Linked DNA regions of Danio rerio: region 2 is linked to region 1. The links are chromatin contacts, called in public Micro-C maps. All regions are on one chromosome and are shown on one strand. The core of a region is the stretch at or near the end of the contact, and the rest is flanking DNA. Distances in the headings are between cores, read along the strand shown.

The links. A called contact is a pair of places that touch in the nucleus more often than the background predicts.
Region 2: a contact with region 1 is called in a Micro-C map of caudal fin, with 5 times the contacts expected there. The contact joins the promoter of csgalnact2 here to the promoter of gsto2 in region 1. A contact is called at or near these places in 1 of 18 Hi-C or Micro-C datasets (caudal fin) and 1 of 4 datasets of contacts at active chromatin or transcription factors (embryo).

What each region holds. Positions count from the first base shown.
Region 1 is chr13:28,613,180-28,616,530 of GRCz12tu, reverse strand. It overlaps gsto2 (glutathione S-transferase omega 2), which reads right to left and starts at 1,760. Exons shown (of 7, transcript NM_001007372.1): 1 at 1,740-1,760; 2 at 1,500-1,567. The coding sequence starts at 1,530.
Region 2 is chr13:28,797,895-28,801,245 of GRCz12tu, reverse strand. It overlaps csgalnact2 (chondroitin sulfate N-acetylgalactosaminyltransferase 2), which reads left to right and starts at 1,840. Exons shown (of 7, transcript NM_001126397.1): 1 at 1,840-2,491. The coding sequence starts at 1,840.

The DNA.
Region 1 (3,351 bases), core at 511-3,010:
TTAACCTAATTAACCTAGTTAAGCCTTTAAAAGTCACTTTAAAATGTAAAGAAGTGTCTTGAAAAATATCTAGTCAAATATTATTTGCTGTCATCATGGCAAAGATAAAATAAATCAGTTATTAGAAATGAGATATTAAAACTATTATGTTTAGAAATGTGTTAAAAAAATCTTCTTTCCGTTAAACAGAAATTAGGGGAAAAATAAACAGGGCGACTAATAATTCAGGGTGGTTAATAATTCTGACTTCAACTGTATGTACCAAAACTGTTTTGTCTAGTTTTGTTTGAATGCATGTATCACATATTCATAATACACACACATACACACACACACACACACACACACATTTTACGTCAAAACAAACTTTTATTTTGGTTGCGATTAATCAGATTGATCTTTGCCCAGCACTAAAAAAAATTTAGTGTTAAGTTTTTGTCTTGTTGGCTTAGTCGCTTTATTAATCCAGGGTCGCCACAGCGGAATGAACCGCCAACTTATCCAGCACGTTTTTACGCAGCGGATGCCCTTCCAGCCGCAACCCATCTCTGGGAAACAAAGTTCTTAATTATTTATGAAAAATTATATTTTAATATTCAATTCCTTACATCAGAAAAAAAGTCATTAAAACAATGACAATATAATGCCAATGTCTGCTAACATAGTGAGGGAATTTTGTGCAATCAAAAATTAATTATGGAAACTAGCTCAATATTTATGCAGATGGACATACATTTTATTTTATTTATGTGTATTTTCAGATACAACTGTCTAGAAAATTTACCATGGTTTTACTATGCTAATGGTATTTGTAGTAAAAATTAAAAATGGCTATTACTGCGGTCAAGTTACAGCGCTCAGCAGTACAACCCTTTACAAATCTCTTTTAAATTCATATTTTTAATAGGAAGCTATGCAATACTACATTTGTGCATATACATTAGATTAGTTAGTACTGAAGCCAAATGTGGAGCTAATCTAACAAAATAACCTATGATAATGGTCCAAAACCTAGTTCAGCCAAATTTGTTACAGAAAAATATTAAATACAAAATTGAAAAAAAGGGGGAAAACAAAAGCAAAAATAAAATAAAAACTTTGTTGAAATATTGTAGGTTAAAAATTATTATTATTATTTTTTTGCAATATTTTGCTTGAACTTAATTGTATTATCTTTTAATTTCTAAATATGTTTGGTGGCTAAAATATTACTTAAAAAACATATCTATTTAATAAATCTGTTCTGTTTAAATGCACAAAAAAATTATATATATATATATATATATATATATATAGAGAGAGAGAGAGAGAGAGAGAGAGAGAGAGAGAGAGATAGATTCACTGAGAAATGGAGAAAAATATTGATTTTCAAAAGGGGTTGTACTCAATTATGCTGAGCACTGTACAACACGTTCAGATACAATCATGTTTCTTTTTTGTAAGGAAAGTCACAGATCAAACAGTGCAACATTTTCTCTAATTTCCATTGCATTACTTACCTTTTCCGAGGCATTTTGGAGATGAAGCCATTGTAGTGGTCGAAGTGTTCTCTTGCAGAAGAGTCGTACTGTTGAAATAAACAATCGAATCGAAACAAACATGAGCGCGTTTTGCGGATAAGGATTTAAAGAAGAATGTGTTACATAACGCACTGAAAGGAGGAGAGGAAAATACTTTCGAGACTATTATGCCAAACATTTTGCTAAAATCAAGCAAGCTTTCATTCGATGACAGCTTACCTGTTGATCCCTGTCAACCGTGAAGCTGAGAGGAGTGGAAGTGAAGTTTTTATAGAAGGAAAGGTGTGGCTGAAGAGTTATGACTCCTCCTCTCACATACAAACATCCATGTTACTTTCAAAATAAAGCACTGCTAGTCTACAAAATTAGTTCGTTACGTGTAGGAAAAGGTCTTTACTAAGGCATTGACAGTTATCTCGTATTAATTGTACAACAACTAGACAAACAACTCAGAAGTCTATACATCCTGGTGCGCGGTTTTACTGTACACCCTTCTGAATTTTGCCGTGTCATTTTACATGTACTGTGTCAACAATAGCTACTGTATCATGTGTGGTACTGCCAACATGACACTGCGCGGCTCCAAGATTACTTTTGTAGCTTTAACGTTACATTGTTCTTTCAGGAACTGTATCGTAGGCTAATACTTGTAATATGTATTATATTGTGACCAAGTTTCTTGCTAATTTTGTGTTCAAAACATTTTTCAAATACTTTCCAAAAATGCATGATCAATGCAACTATAAAAATCACTTTAATAAAATGTGTTTCTTCTTTATTATTAGACTATTTTATATTCAGTTTGTGAAAAAATCAAGATGTTAAATACAATTGAAATGATTAAATTATTCGTTATTTAATATATTTTACATTTATTTTTTGCTTTGTAATGTTTAATAAAGTCATAATTTGTATATTGTTTTGATAATTGATAATTTCAAAGTAGCTTTTCAAAGCCTTTTAGTTTAGTATATGTTTGACATCATATTAAATATTAATTAATTACAAAAGCATTAACCACTAAAAATAATTGTAAATTATGCAGGAATTCAGACTGGCCATTAAAAAAGTCATTCTATTTACACATTGACATATATATGTTACAATTTATTATTAAAAATGATTACATAATTGAGACAACAGTGTCATCTAAATTTTTGCAAAAGAGAGTAATATGGGACACCACCTGTCAAAAAGTTTGGTTGACTGTAGCCACGCCCCTGTTAGGTGAAACATCCGGTTGAAGTCCCGTCCCTTTTTAATATAAAATTAATAATTCCGGTAATAAGATTCTTATCAGTTTAATTAAAATAATAATTCCGGTAATTAAATTATAATTCCGGTAGATTCTTATCAGTTTAATTTAGTTATTATTAATTACTGTAATTCGATTCTTATCAAACTATTTATGATATAATTCTGGTAATTGTAATCTTAAATTAAAATTAAATATTATAATATTATTCAATAGATTTTATAATCAAATAAAAAAGATATATAGACCATTATTAAAACCATATTTTAATTATTGTAATAAATTATATTATATTTTAATTATTGCAATAAACTATATTATAATTATATACACTAATATATCATATTATATTATATTACATTATATACTAATATATTATATTATATCATAATTAATACGCTATTAGTATCTCTCCTGTGATCTTGCCTGTGCTCTGGTATGAACATACTGACTCCATGTGTGTGTGCCATGTATGTGTGTGTGTGTTGGTAATTTGAAAGGCGGTTGAAGGCTGCTTGTTAAAGACAACATATTTCCTATATGTTGTTACAAAATATTTCCTATGTGGTGTTAGGA
Region 2 (3,351 bases), core at 591-3,090, 180 kb before region 1:
GTTTCCGAATTTGTTTTATAAACAAAAACATGTCGATGTTTTCTTCCGCTATCGTTAGTTAGTATATTTGTATAATTTCCTTGTTCGAGCAGGAACACTTTGCTGTTGTGTCTTTTCCTCAGGCTGATGGATCAATGAGCCAGATGTTTCCCAGGACGCATAAAGCTCTGATTCACTGCAGTTTTATGAGTCGTTTTACTGAGACTCGTAACTGTTCGCTATTAGTTTGTAATGAGCAAACGTGTAAGTTAACATAAAATATAATTGCACTCTACTACAGTACAATTGTTTTCGATAAATGTGCATCGTTTTATTCTGTGTTTGGGTAAAAGAGTGATCAGGAATCCACAACAAGGTCAGATTGATATTTATTCTACCTAGCAACAAATTTACAGTAGGTTAATTTGCATTTAATAATAATTTAGCATTTTTTTGTTCAACTATTACCTGTCAATTATCTGCACTTTTCTATTCATTAAAGGTTAAAAACCCCTTAAAAATTATTATAAAAAAGTGGTGCTCTCTTTAATATGCACTGGTATTTTTGTTCCATCTTTCTGCTGCTCTGATTATCCAAAAACAGTTCTCTTGAGTTTAACTGAACAATCACCTCTAACTGATGACTAGCGCCAGACAGAATCTGCAGACAGTTTTTCTATTTCTGCGAAGAATTTTGCAAAATCTGCAGATTTATGCTGAATGATTTTGGGAGTTTCATAACTAAAACGTAATATATAAAATAAAAAATAATACATTTTTACTTTTATATAATGTTTACAATGCAAAATCAATTAGATAAACTTATTTGGTAAACAAAGCAAGTCTCATATAATATATCTATTAAAAGACAGACAATAATTTACAAACTGTATTGTAAATAAATCATATGAACATTTTCGCATTACTATTATTATATCACAATAATATTAGTGAAATTAATTTCAAAATTGAATAAATATCAGTTTACACAAGTAAATGAATAGACTCCATGATGAGCTAAAAATCTGCAGATTTCTGTGTGCGCAGATTCCTTGTGGACCTACTGATGACCTAGTCTGTCTTATATTGTCCTTGCAGACAATCACACATTGTTTGAGAGGTGCTGGTGCAAGATCATTCAATATTTTATACACTAAACACACGTCAGCATAAAATAAGAAATTGTCGAATGTTATGTTGTTCAATACAGCTGCAGTAAAGATAGCTCATTGGCTTTTTAACTCAATTTTGTACAGTTTGTTTAGATATTATACAATGGGTTTTAATGTTGTAATGTTTGTGTGAGACCAGCTTGTAGCACAATAAAAGATAAATGAGGGACAATCGTTGTATTCATGAAAAGTTTAGTGGCAGCCATAATTCTATTTCTAATAAACCACACAATACTGTTTTAAAGTTAAAAAGACAGACCATTATGTTTTTACAAAAATACAACAAATTAATCTATTGCAAAGGCTATAAAATAATTTTTCAAATGATATTTTTAGCTGTTTTTAATGTTAAAATATTAGTTTGTTATGTTGTTATGTCTTTGTCAGTTTGCACTGTTTGACCCTGTATGACTGATGACTTTCTCTTTGTTTTAGATGACTTATTTCTCTTAAAGAAGGAGCGCTGTGTGAGCAGGATGACAGAGTATGATCACACATCTCTGTGGAATCTGCGCATGTTTAGCGCACTGTAGTGCCAGGGGAGCACTGATTACAACAGAAATGTGACACTCCCGCCTTCCTCTGCTTCACTGAGGAATGGATTAATGTCAAAGACTTCATCCTTCCTAAAGGTTCCATCTTGACGATGCAAAACTGTGGCTGGTGAAGATCTCCCTGCCTCTCAGAAATGCCCAGACGGGGGCTTCCTCTGCAGGGGCGGGCACGCTGGCTTCTCCTGGGTGTTTTCCTGTTGGTGATACTGCTTCTCTTTGCTTATCTGCTGGAGTGCACACCGCCTGCAGACGTGAGCCAGGTGCTCCCAGGTCTGGCAGGAGATCCGTATGGAAAAGAGTATTACCAAGCCCTCTTACAGGAGCAGGAAGAGCGCCATCTCAGCCGAGCGGCCAGCCTGAAGAGGCAGATCGCACAGCTCAAACAAGAGCTCCAGGAGATGAGCGAGAAGCTGCGGGTGCTTCAAGAGAAGAAGGAGGGTCCCGGGCCGCAGAGTCTGAACGATGGCAGGGATCAAGAGCCAGGTGATCTCCTGGAGTATCTGCATTCACAGATCGACAAGGCCGAGGTGAACACTGGAGCCAGGCTGCCCAGTGAATATGCGCTGGTTCCCTTTGAGAGCTTCACCACCACTAAAGTGTACCAGCTGGAGATGGGTTTGACTCGCCATCCTGAGGAGAAACCTGTGAGGAAGGACCGGAGGGATGAGCTGGTGGAGGTGATCGAAGCTGGTTTGGATATTATTAATAACCCTGAGGAAGACGATGGACAGGAGGACAACATTCCTATGCAGAGGCAGACCTTCACTGAAAGCCAATTTTTTGAAGGTGAGAGCCGCACAGATGAAGTATGTGCTATCCCTGGTCAACAAATCTGTCTGTCTGTCTGTCTGTCTGTCTATCTATCTATCATATGAACAAAATAAAAAGTCTGCCGTTTCATAATTATGCTCTAGTGTTTATATCGTGGTGTCACTAAATACGTTCTCAAAGGTGCTGTTATTTAAAAAACATGCTAAGTCAACATGTTTATTTTTTTTAGCCCATCCAATGTTACTTTAGTCAATTATATTTCAGCATGACGGGTTGCTCTGGTGGAAAACAGTACATTTCACTCATTTATTTAAAATGGCTCTCAAAGCACAAGCCTCCAAAATGAGATGCAGATTCAGAGTTCTACATGACGTGGTTATTAATTAGCAAATAATATAATTTTTTTAATTTATTTATTTGACATGGACATCACAATTACACTGGACAACCAAATGCATTTGTTTAAGTGTTTTAGCAAACTTGCTAATTTTCAACACCTGTCCACAGGAGGCTTAAAATTGACAAAATAGAAATATAATAGAACATACACAACATTACAATTCTTTACATAAAATTACTGCAGGCAAAAGCAAAGACGACATGATCCAACCAACTTACAGTAGACTATTTGTGCAAACACTGCTGTTTTATTTTTACCTACTTTTTAAGAGCACTACTAAAAATATTTAGATTACTTTCTGATTTAAAGCTAACCAGTAACTCATTCCACAGTTTGGCTCCCTTTACAGAGAAGACAGATTGACCAATCGAGGTCTTACACTTTGGCACTAGACAGTCACCGTTAGCAGTTGCCCGTGTAACTCTGTGGGAGGTTTGATGCCGATTGATTAGCTTATAAAACAGGATTGGAACAT